3 separate regions of the Ovis aries genome follow, and regions 1 and 3 are each linked to region 2. A link is a contact called in public Hi-C data. All regions are on one chromosome and are shown on one strand. Each heading gives the region's core, a stretch centred on a gene start, on an enhancer-like site or on the middle of the called end of the contact. The rest is flanking DNA. Distances are from core to core; before and after follow the strand shown. Region 1 overlaps FRY (FRY microtubule binding protein). Region 2 holds the start of ZAR1L (zygote arrest 1 like). Region 3 has its middle 33 kb from the start of FRY.

Evidence for each region. A called contact is a pair of places that touch in the nucleus more often than the background predicts.
Region 1: a Hi-C map of hypothalamus shows a contact between it and region 2, with 3 times the contacts expected there. The contact joins the enhancer-like site here to the promoter of ZAR1L in region 2. A contact is called at or near these places in 2 of 16 Hi-C or Micro-C datasets (hypothalamus and skin fibroblasts).
Region 3: a contact with region 2 is called in a Hi-C map of tail adipose tissue, with 2.2 times the contacts expected there. The contact joins the enhancer-like site here to the promoter of ZAR1L in region 2. A contact is called at or near these places in 3 of 16 Hi-C or Micro-C datasets (liver, skin fibroblasts and tail adipose tissue).

What each region holds. Positions count from the first base shown.
Region 1 is chr10:29,278,459-29,281,888 of ARS-UI_Ramb_v3.0, reverse strand. All of the region lies in intron 2 of FRY (FRY microtubule binding protein), which reads left to right. Among named protein-coding and RNA genes, the nearest start is that of FRY, 80 kb to the left of the region's middle. Within about 2 kb of position 1,763, at least 23 of the 54 cell types and tissues checked have an H3K27ac peak or open chromatin away from gene starts, as enhancers often do. A contact at or near this core is called in hypothalamus, where this site is marked.
Region 2 is chr10:28,968,238-28,971,853 of ARS-UI_Ramb_v3.0, reverse strand. It overlaps ZAR1L (zygote arrest 1 like), which reads right to left and starts at 2,273. Exons shown (of 8, transcript XR_009595259.1): 1 at 1-2,273. BRCA2 (BRCA2 DNA repair associated) reads left to right here and starts at 2,295. Exons shown (of 27, transcript XM_042254798.2): 1 at 2,295-2,336; 2 at 3,182-3,283. The coding sequence starts at 3,217.
Region 3 is chr10:29,391,924-29,395,568 of ARS-UI_Ramb_v3.0, reverse strand. No RefSeq gene overlaps it. Among named protein-coding and RNA genes, the nearest start is that of FRY, 33 kb to the right of the region's middle. Within about 2 kb of position 1,853, at least 15 of the 54 cell types and tissues checked have an H3K27ac peak or open chromatin away from gene starts, as enhancers often do. A contact at or near this core is called in tail adipose tissue, where this site is marked.

The sequences.
Region 1 (3,430 bases), core at 514-3,013, 310 kb before region 2:
TCTAGAGTCCCTAAGAGTTCATAATAAATATCAAGGTAACAAAATTTAATTGTTTACTCTATGCAAGGCACTATGCCGAACACTTTCATAATGTCATTTAATCCTTCCAGCAAGTCAGTGAGATCAGTACCACTATAATCCCCACTTTACAGATGAGGAAATTAAGGTTTAGTGAGGTTAATAGCGTGCCCTAGATCTTATAGCTAGAAAGTTCTGAAGAGTTTTGAGAGGCTTTGTGCTTATTAACTCCAAGACACCCTGAAGCTTTCCTGTGCATATTGCCATCCACAGTGGGGGAGGCACCAGAAAGGGGGGCATGGTAGTTTTTGTTCTCAAATGTAACAACCAATTAGGTAAATCCTTTGGGTCCTGTTTCACCTAGAATCTATATATTCAAAGTACAGGTGATAAAACGAAATTAGCTCATTAACTCTGGTAAACATGTAAGTGAAAACTAAGTCTGAGGACACTTTAAGAGAAGATAGTACTGATGAATGGTTGGAATTCTTGGTGGGGTGCTTGTCTTTTGTGTAAGGAGTTTGAAAAGAGAGCTCATTGTATTGATAGTGTCTTGGGGCATTTCAGGACACAGTCATAAAGGTTCTTCTTCCTGTTAAAATTTTTAAAATTCTCAGTCTTAGAGAAAGTATACTCTCTCCTGCCATTTGTCAAATGAACAGTTAATCCGGGTTGACTTTGAGTGGGGGAGGGGCGCTCAGCTTTTTTTGTGACATAATTATTAGCATAGTTTATCAATCCCATTGCAAAATGTTGATCATAAATGAACTGGGGATGGGGGTAGGATTCGTGGTTTATAAGATTGTTTAGGCAAATCCCACCTGCTCAAACGTCGCCTATCAAGATTAAAGTATTGACTCCAATCCCCTAGCCAAGCTAAATAACAACATGAAACCAAGCTAAATGAAGTCAGGACACCTGATACCAAGATTTCACGGAGGAAAAAAGCCATTGTGCAGCCAGGAATACAGCGCGTTTGCTTATCTTTTTAATACAAATAAAAAATATGCTTTATTGGGCTTGGGGATTTTTAGAATACACAGGCTTGCCGGATGCATTGTGGAGCCTGGCGTTCTGTACACGAGCTTACGTAGCTGGTACTGTCCCCTTCGGATGCACACGTTGGTAGGGGGGTGGGTACCCCTCAAAAATGTCAGCATTTCTGGGAGGGAGCAGCACAGAAAGGAGGGGAGGGAAAAGCCCCGGCCGACATCCTGTTGTTATCAAGCTCTTCACTTGCCGAGGGGCGGACGGAGGACGCTTTTCAGATCCACCACCAGATTCAGGGGTGCCACTGGGCCGCCGTAGTTGTGTGGATTCCGGGGACGGACGCGGGTGGGGGAGCGCGGCCGGTGCACCCCCCGGGGGGCGGGGGGCGGGGAGCAGCTCACCCGGAGCAGGGCTGACCGGCGAAGATCCGCAGGAGCTGGGAGGTTCTCCCCACGGCTGAGTCGGGGGCCCGGACTGTGGGGGCGGGGGCGGAGGAGGGGGGACCCTCCCTGCGCATCCCTCCTGGCCCATCCCTCCTCGTGCATCCCCAGCCCTGCGCGCTGGGTGCTGTGGGGCACCCCCCCCCCCACGCTCACCCCGTGCAGGTGGGACTTCCTTGGCCCCGTACCTGCCGGGCCGAGCGTGTGGGCGACCGGCGGCCGGCGTCGCTGGCACTGGCAGACGCCTCCCAGGGCTAGAGATCCGCACCCAGCGAATAAGCAGCCAGTCCTGGACCGGGAGGAGGAGCGGCCGAGCATCCCTCTCCCGCTCCGCCGCGTCCTTCTCATGAGGACTCGCCGGAGGTGGACCCGCAGAGCCAGCCTCCCGGCCGCTGACCCCGCTTACATCACGAACCTGTGACCAGCGCATCCCTCCCACGCCCGGTACCTGCTCCGCGCGGCTCACGGTCCAGCCCCGGGAGCAGGCTCTTTGTATGCCGCCGACATGGCCAGCCAGCAGGATTCCGGCTTCTTCGAGATCAGTATCAAATATTTACTGAAATCCTGGAGTAATAGTGAGTAACAGAAAATAAGCTTTTTTTGTTTGTTTGTTTGTTTGCTGGGTGTTGCGTAAGATCTGAGCAATAAAAGCCTCAACTGAAAAGCATAGGCTTGTGAGCCCAGGAAGTTTTTTCTTTCTTTCTTTCTTTTTTATTTTTTTTTGCTTTCATCTGCTATGAAAATCAAAATGTCAGAGACTGAACTAGCCTTCCTGAAGTGCAGAGGCTGTGGTGGAATTACGGTAGATGTGGTTTGATTAAATTTTCAAGTGAGATGGCCCTTCAGACTCTTGGTGAGGGCAGGACTGGGTATTCCAGGCTGCATTTCCTGCTTGGTGTGTGTTTAATGTGCTCAGGTTTTATCGAAATGATTTCGTGAAGTGTCAAAGGGGTGTGGCAGGGCTTCAGAGTACTTCATAATTGTTTTATTAGGGTATTGTCTAAAGAAATAAAAAGTACTTAATGGTCCAAAACCTGGCTCATCTTTTTTGAGTATAGAGGCACTTGCAGATTTATTTGGTCTCTTCCTTGTCCATGTGGTTGGTGTTCAGAATTATAATAGTATATACTATTAATATAATAGTACTTAATACTTGAATTAAAAAAAAATCCCGATGTTTGTCATAGTCCAAATAATGTGCTTTTCTGAAACATAAACAAGTGAGTTGCTGACCGTAAAATTATTTATTAGGATATCAGAATGTTATGGCTTCTGAAGTTAGGGTTCTGACCTACTTAAAGCTTTTAACAGGAAGATCTTTCAAAAAGACAACCTCTAAGGCATCATGGATCTGGAATTAAATTAAAATGAGGCCTTCAGGTGATCAGTGATGCCTTGCATTTTCTGAACAGTTTAAAAACAAAGTCTTTTCTATTTCACCGATCAGCCTTTGTACTTGCTTTGGATTAAAAGACTGGCTGGTATTACAGGTCCTGAATTGTTTGAAATTAAAAAAAATTTTTTTTTCCAAGAAAAATTTTATGTTGTATTCCATGCATACTGATTAACCTACCTGCAGGTCCAAGAGCTGGTGATTAATTATCTCCTACACAAATGACCTGTGGACAAGATTGCTCGTATGTAAACAAAACCGGGGCAGGAGAACCTGTGACTTAATTGCTTTGAAAAAAGAGACAGAGTACCTTCGGCAGGAAGGTGTTCAGGGATATGCATCTCTAAATGCTATCCATAGAAACCATCTTTTCCAGGTCATTTTGCACGACTGTATACACCAAGGGGCTTATCTGAAGCTGTTTTTCTACAAGTAGGAAGCCATTTGGGAGTAATACTGTCACCCCAACAACATTCCTTTGTTACAATCATAATTCATTTATCTTGGATTCATTATTTGTGTTAATACTTCACACATAAGGATGAATCTTCCTTTGTCTATTCCCCACTTTGATTAGTGACAAGAATTG
Region 2 (3,616 bases), core at 1,024-3,523:
AGTCCAGACTGGCCCAAACGCAGCATGTTCCCATAGCCGGGGTACAAGCTGTAGGGAACACAGAAGACACGCTCCATCCGACCACCTGGCGCCCAGGCGCAGCGCAATATCCCGAGGCAGTTTGTTTCAGGCCTTGTTTTGTCTTCCACCTTCACCCGCCCCCTTTTTCTCCAGGTCACGTTGGTTCACGTTCTTCCGGAGCTTCTCCATTTATTTCAGATTCTGATGAGTGCTGCTGCCTATTACCCAAATTGGAGGAGGGAAGGCGATATCCCTACATTGAGGCCTAATTGCCACCTGATCCCTAATTGGGCTCTCTGCCTCTCAATTCACTGCTCTTGAATCTTTTTTTTTCAAAGCTGTTTTTCATTTAACTTCTTATTCACACACATGCTTTAATTAGTAATTCTAATTTATTCCTATGCATGCATAGTCTTCAGTCATCCAACTCTTGGTGATCCTATGAACTGCAACTCACCAGGCCCCTCTGTCCATGGGATTCTCCAGGCAAGAATACTGGAGTGGGTTGCCGTGCCCTTCTTCCCAACCCATGGATCGAACCCAGATCCCCTGCATTGCAGGTAGATTCTTTACCATTTGAGCTACCAGGGAAGCTCCAATTTATTCCTATACTGACTTACAATTTCAGAGACTGTGTTTTAAAAATAAAAAAGATTGAATACAAGCAGCAAAATTTGAGCTGCCGCACTATTAGAGTGAGCATAAAGAAGACAGTGTTATGGCAGGATGCATAAATATAAAAAACCTGGTTCTGCAGCAGCAAGAAGCATAGTTATGGGGGTTGGCGGGACAGTGTATTTAGTGAAAAAATAGATTTCAGAGGGTTGTATAACATGCCAACCGTTCTCATTAGTCCACTCTAGTGAGAATTCTCCCCAAAAGGGGAAAAGCAGCAAACTGTTCTTAGAGGTTAAACGCAGACTTAATCACAGGATAGTTAAGTATCTTAAGTAAAAGACTTGAACTGAAACTTGCGCACTGCATGCTAAATCGCTTCAGCAGTGTTCCACTCTTTGCAACCCCATGGACAGTAGCATGCCAGGCTCCTCTGTCCACCTGGGCCTTGTTTACTAGACAACTTACTCAACTGGATGATTCAGTTTCCCCATTTGACAATACCAGAAAATTTATAAGATTATCATAAGGTTAAACGTAATATTACTTATAAATCAACTGGATGATTCGGTTTCCCCATCTGACAATACTCAAAAATTTTTAAGATCATAAGGTTAAAGGTGATATTACTTATAAAGCATAAAGAATAACTCACAGATGCTCATTAAGAGGTAGCTGTTATTGGCTAAAGATCACAGGCCTGGGTATCTGTGCTATTTAGACCTAGATGATCATAAGCTTTTGTATCTATGTGTATTGCAAAGGTGTCTACAGCCAAGGATAATGATCAAACTAAAATGACACCTCAGGTACCAAGTAAATGGCACCCTTTTTCGAATCCAAAGTTGCTTTCACTGTTCGTCGGTCAGGAGCCTTTGGATAGTAGCAAGGCCTATGAGCCACTATCACCTTCAGAATCCAGTTGAAAGCTTTCGAGATCCTACAGTAAACACCTGAATTAAGCCTTGTGCTAGCCATAGCCCATACTCTGTGAGTGAGACTGCTGTCTTCCAGGGCAGTTTCAAGAGCAAGTCAGGCACAAAACAGGTGCTTAGTATCCTAGGAGCGTCAAGGATACGTCAAGGATACTACGGAAGCCTGCAGGAGGAAGTATTATCCAAAACTACAGGAGACTTGAGATAGGCTTAACAACTTTTCAAGCCGGGAGAGTCTCAGAGGTTTTTGAAATTCTGCTGCCCAACAGCAACACGCAGTCTATAACCAATGTACGCTGGCTTCAAATCTCAGCCCCTTCCACTCTATAGGGAGCTCTCCGTTGGGCAAGAAGTCATCCGCACCGACTGAGCACTGTGGGGTTTTCTAACGTCTGCCCACTTTGGGCGACGCCCTCTTAGTAGAGAACAAAGACTTCACAGACCGCAGGCCGCGTCGGGGGCGGGGGCGGCCATCCAAACGAGAGACGGAGCGGAGGAGGGGGAAGGCAGGGCGTATACATGGGGCGTGGTCCCTCCAAACAGCGCGGCTTGGTACTCTGAAGGCTCGGAAGAAGAGAACGAGCATCCCGGCTCTTTCTTTAGCGACTCCGGACTGACGCGAGGTTTATCCCTGGCCACAAGCGGCAGCACTGACGGCGCGGCCACAGTCTGATTCCGGTGGGCGTTTACGCTGCGTGCTGCGTCATGGCGTCATCGCGTGACATATCCCGAGAGCGGGCTTTTGGCGCGAGAATCTGAAACCCGGTGGGTGGAGGTGCGGCTGCTGAAGTTTGCTGTCTGGGGCGGTGGGTGTCCGCGAAGGAGCTTGAGCGATCCCGTTTCTTATCTGAGTACCTGTGCGTTGTTCAGCTCCTCTGGCCAAAAACATAAACCAGCTTCACCTCTGAAGGCGGTTAGTGTTGGCAGGGGTGGAGAGTGGAGATGGGCAGCCTTACGCGGTCTCAGGCAGCGGGGAGCGCCTCCGGTGCTCGGGTGGGAGCCGAGCCTCCTGCCCTCACTGGTCCTTTCCCGTTCCGCACCGACAGGGGGAAGGGATCAGGTCCTCGGCCGGAGGCTCCAGTCCCGCCCCTTCCCGGGGACTCCTTGGCCCAGCTTCGGGCGCCGCTCGGCCCACATGTCCCAGGCTGAAATTTCCTTCATTGGAATCACGATGAAGTTACTTTACCGGAATATTGCTGTTTTGGAAAATGTTTCATAGCCTGTGGCACATTGTATCTGCCTCATCGCTTAGTCCCCAGGTAGTTGCTGTATTAACGAAAATTTACTGATTGGGAATTGTTTCCCGGTGTTTATCTAATAGCCCTCTGCTAACTGCGCAGCCACTGGCCACACGTGACTAGTTAATGAAGATTAAATAATAATTTAAAATTCTGTTCTTGAGCAGACTTGCCACAGTTGAGATGAGTCATGTGGCTAATGGCTGCTCTATTGGACTGCACAAATACAGAATACTTACTTGCCCGCGGTGAGTTCGATTCTTGTCTTAAACAATGTAGCTTCAGGCAGGTTTACCTCTTCCGGTTTTACCTCAGACTCACTTAGCAAGGACTGCATACGTGTGAAGTGTGTTTTGGTGTTCTCTTTTGCAGACTCACCAAACTTTGAAGGAATAGTGTAGATAAAAATGCCGATTGGATGCAAAGAGAGGCCAACTTTTTTTGACATTTTTAAGACGCGATGCAACAAAGCAGGTATTAACAGTTTTTTATATGAATTGATCTTTTACATAGAGAAAAATGTTTTCAGAAAAATGTGTAATTATACATGCTTGTTGAAAAGAATCCAGTGCTTAACGTTTTTGTTTACACCATAAACTGTGCTTTATGAAGTCATAAATCAGAAAAGTAATCATTTACAGTTAACCAAATGATCGGTGTAGAACCTGTGGTGGATAAAGAGGAAACTGGCCCCTTGATGAGTGGCACTGTTTTTAAAGCAGAGACTTTCTAGCAAGTTAGAAGCATTAGTAACATAATAGCAGAAGTTGTCAGTTCTCCTTACACTCGTAAAATGATTGAGGACTG
Region 3 (3,645 bases), core at 604-3,103, 420 kb before region 2:
AGCTGATAAAGAATCCATCTGCAATGCTGGAGACCCCAGTTTGATTCCTGGTTTGGGAAGAGCCCCTGGAGAAGGGATAGGCTACCCACTTCAGTATTCTTGGGTTTTTCTGGTGGCCCAGATGGTAAAGAATCCACCAGCAATGCAGGAGACCTGGGTTCAATCCCTGGGTCGGGAAGATCCCCTGGAGAAGGGAACAGCTACCCACTCCAGTATTCTTGCCTGGAAAATTCCATGAACAGGGCTGCAGTCCATGGGGTTGCAAAGAGTCAGACATGACTAAAGGGACTTAGCATGGATGCTCCCTGAAGTCACTTCCCTGCAGAGCAACCACAGTGATCTCTGAGAAGCTTTAATATTTATCACACTCTCCTTCCCCTGCTTGTAATTCCCCAGTGGTGTCCCCTCCGCCTGCCATGACATCCAGACTCTGTCCTGGATAACAAAGCCGCTGCCTCGCCTGGCTCCTGCCTAGGTCTCCAGGATTGCTTCCTGTCACTCTGCCTGTTTTCACACCCCAGTATCGTGTTTCCTTCTTGTTCTCTAACGCATCATGTATGTTCCCACCACTGAGCTTTTGCATAAATTCTCTGCTTTATGAGCTCTTGGCTCTCATCTCTGAGTGGCTGGATCCTTCTTAAGTTTCAGATCTCAGCCTAATGCACCTGCTGGAAGATGCCTCCCACAGCAATCCCTCTAAAGTAGTCACCCCCCATCCTGCCCCTCTGCTTTCCCTCCTGTGCATTCGTTGCTGTCTGATATTGTCTTGCTTATCTGTTTATTAATTTTTCACTTTTCAGTCTGCGTGCAGGCATGCACCCCTGTAGTGTAGGCTCTGAGAGCAGGGCCTTGAAAGTATTCTTTGCCATGGTAAACTCAGTCCTTGGAACAGTGCCTGTAGGAGATGCTCAAAAAACATATTTGGAACAAATGAGTGCATGCATTCAAGCAACAGAGAAATCTGTTTAGGGGGAAATTGATGATGTCTGCTTTATTTCATAGTGAGGACTTGGCTGATCTTGCTAAATTACTAAGAACTAATCAAAAAATAAAAAAATAAAACTTCCTGTTATTTGGCCAGTTCAGTTCATTGAACTCCCTTTCTTCTGCATTTGTGATTAAGGCTGCCATAAAGGAGAAGCATGTTGGCATTGTGAATTTCTGATTAGATGCATGCAAGAGGTTAATGTGACCTGGAGACAGGATCCTTATGACCCAGGCTGTCTAGATTCCCATTGATTTGATAAGACTGTGCCCATGATCTTCAGGTCTTTTGGCAGAACCAGAAAGTCTGCAGTACTGAGAACTGCTCCAGTGGATGGCTATAGTTCTCTCACCAGTCCTCCTTCCTTTTTTTTTTTTTTTTCCTGTTACCAAATGAAATAAAAAGTACAGCAGGCATGGCCCTGAGATATTCTCAGTCAGAATTAACCATGTGGAGATTCTCACCTGTGGGGCTGAAGCGCCCGTGTGAACCTAAGTCTATCTAACTCTCAGCTAAGCTACACCCTTTCCCTAAGGAGACTTCTGAGGCCAAGACTGTTGACCCATTTAGAGATCCAGGGGTAAGGAGCTTTCTGTTTATTTGCCAGTAAAGCACTATTTATGGCATTCTGACCACACTTCACTCTTAAGACTATACTCACAGAGTTTTGTATGGGGAGAGTATAGAACACTCCTTGTAGGGTTTATCCTTTGGGGATTTAGGATTGAAAACATTGAAGATGATTTTACTTAGTATTGAACATAGTTGGATATGGCCTCTAGCCAGTTCCCCATTCCTCCTTTCTTGTTTCACAGTTGCAGAGTGCTACTGGTGTAGCTTGCCTCTGTTTTGAGCCCCACCCTTCCTGTTGCTAAGCAGATGAACTGGGTTGCATAAATTGTCAATTACTCAGCTGTGACAATGAAGGCGACGGGACAGCCATGGGCAGAAATGAGAACAGCAACTTCTAGCCCTTGGATTTCAGATTAGATGATAAAGAGAGAGGTAGAAGGCAACAGGTGAAGTTATCATAAGTAAAAGTTTGATCTTTACAAACTGGTAAAATTTGAAAACAGAACAAAAATGCCCCCTCCCCTTGCCCTAATTTCCTTTACACATATTTTCAGGAAGACCTGAGCAAGCTCATTCTTCTTTTCAGAATATTTGTTTAGTGAAGGGAATTCTTCCTTTAATGTAAAAGTCATCTCTTATCATGACCAAAAGTAAAAAAAAAGAAGAAAGGATATTATGGAAGGAAAAATGAAATAAAATTCAGCTACTTTAATGCCACCTCATTAGAAGTTCTGTGTGTTTCCTTCAGAGATTTGTATTTGTTATATTAGAGGAAATGGATTAGATTTGTTTGGGTATTCATTTCTTTGTTTGCATCTAGTTACAATTTACATACTTTCATCCTGTAGTTTTGGGCTTCCCTGGTGGCTCAGTGGTAAAGAATCCACCTGCCAATGCAGGGAACGCAGGTTCAGTCCCTGGGTCTAGAAGATCCCCTGGAGAAGGGAATGGCAGCCCACTCTGATATTCTTGCCTGGGAAATCTCATGGACAGGGGCGCCTGGCGATCTATAGTCCATAGGGTGGCAAAGACTCAGACATGACTGAGCGACTAAACGGCAAACAGCAGTCCTTAGGTTCAGAACATTTACTGAGTAGCAGTTACTAGTTTAGTATTTCAGGTTAGGTTGACTCCCAGGTCTGAAGTCAGTTCTAAATCTGTATGTATTCATGAGCATATTTGCATTTCTGACCCAACAACAACAACAACAAAAGCTGACTTTGCTTTGGGCCATGAATCTTGACTCATCTCATTTACCCAGCTTCTTTAATAAAGCAGGTTTAGTGCAGCAGGTGTCCACCAAACCTTCGGCTCTCAGCACGTCGCCGTGACTTCCCATGGAGATTTTCCACGAAACAGACATTGAATAGGATTACAAAGATTTCCTTCTGGAGTCCTAGTGTATGACTCCACTCACCTGTAAGAGGCGGAATAAGCTCAGTGCCGGCTCTAGCCCCCCAGAGAGCGGTAAACCATGTGTACAAGCATAATTAGCGCACCATCAGGTTGTAAGAACCAGTATTTGGCTTTCTCTGTTGGGATGTTTTCCTCCAGTGGCTTCCCAAAGAGCTCCTTTGCAAGTAGCTGTGGAAACTACTACAGCAAATAATGCACTCAAAAAAAAAAGAAATTTAAAAAGAGCGTGCTGCAGATGGAACACTAGAGGGCACCAGAGTGACACTGTTATGTGATTGCATTTCCCTTTGCTCTGCCACCAAAATACTATTTTTATTGAAGTGCAGTTGGTTTACAATGTTGTTAATTCCTGTTTACAGCAAAGTGGTTTGATTGTTGTTGTCGTTCAGTCGCTCAACAATTATTGCTCGTGTCCGACTGTCTGTGACCGCATGGACTGCAGCACACCAAGCTTCCCTGTCCTTCACCCGCTCTCGGAGTTTGCTCAGCCCCGTGTCCATTGAGTCAGTGGTGCCATCCAACCATCTCATCCTCGCCGCTCCCTTCTCTACCTTCCGTCAATCTTTCCCAGCATCAGGGTCTTTTCCAATGATTTGGCTCTTCGCCTCAGGTAGCCAAAGTATTGGAGCTTCACATGTATATATACATGTATTCACATTGTATATACATGT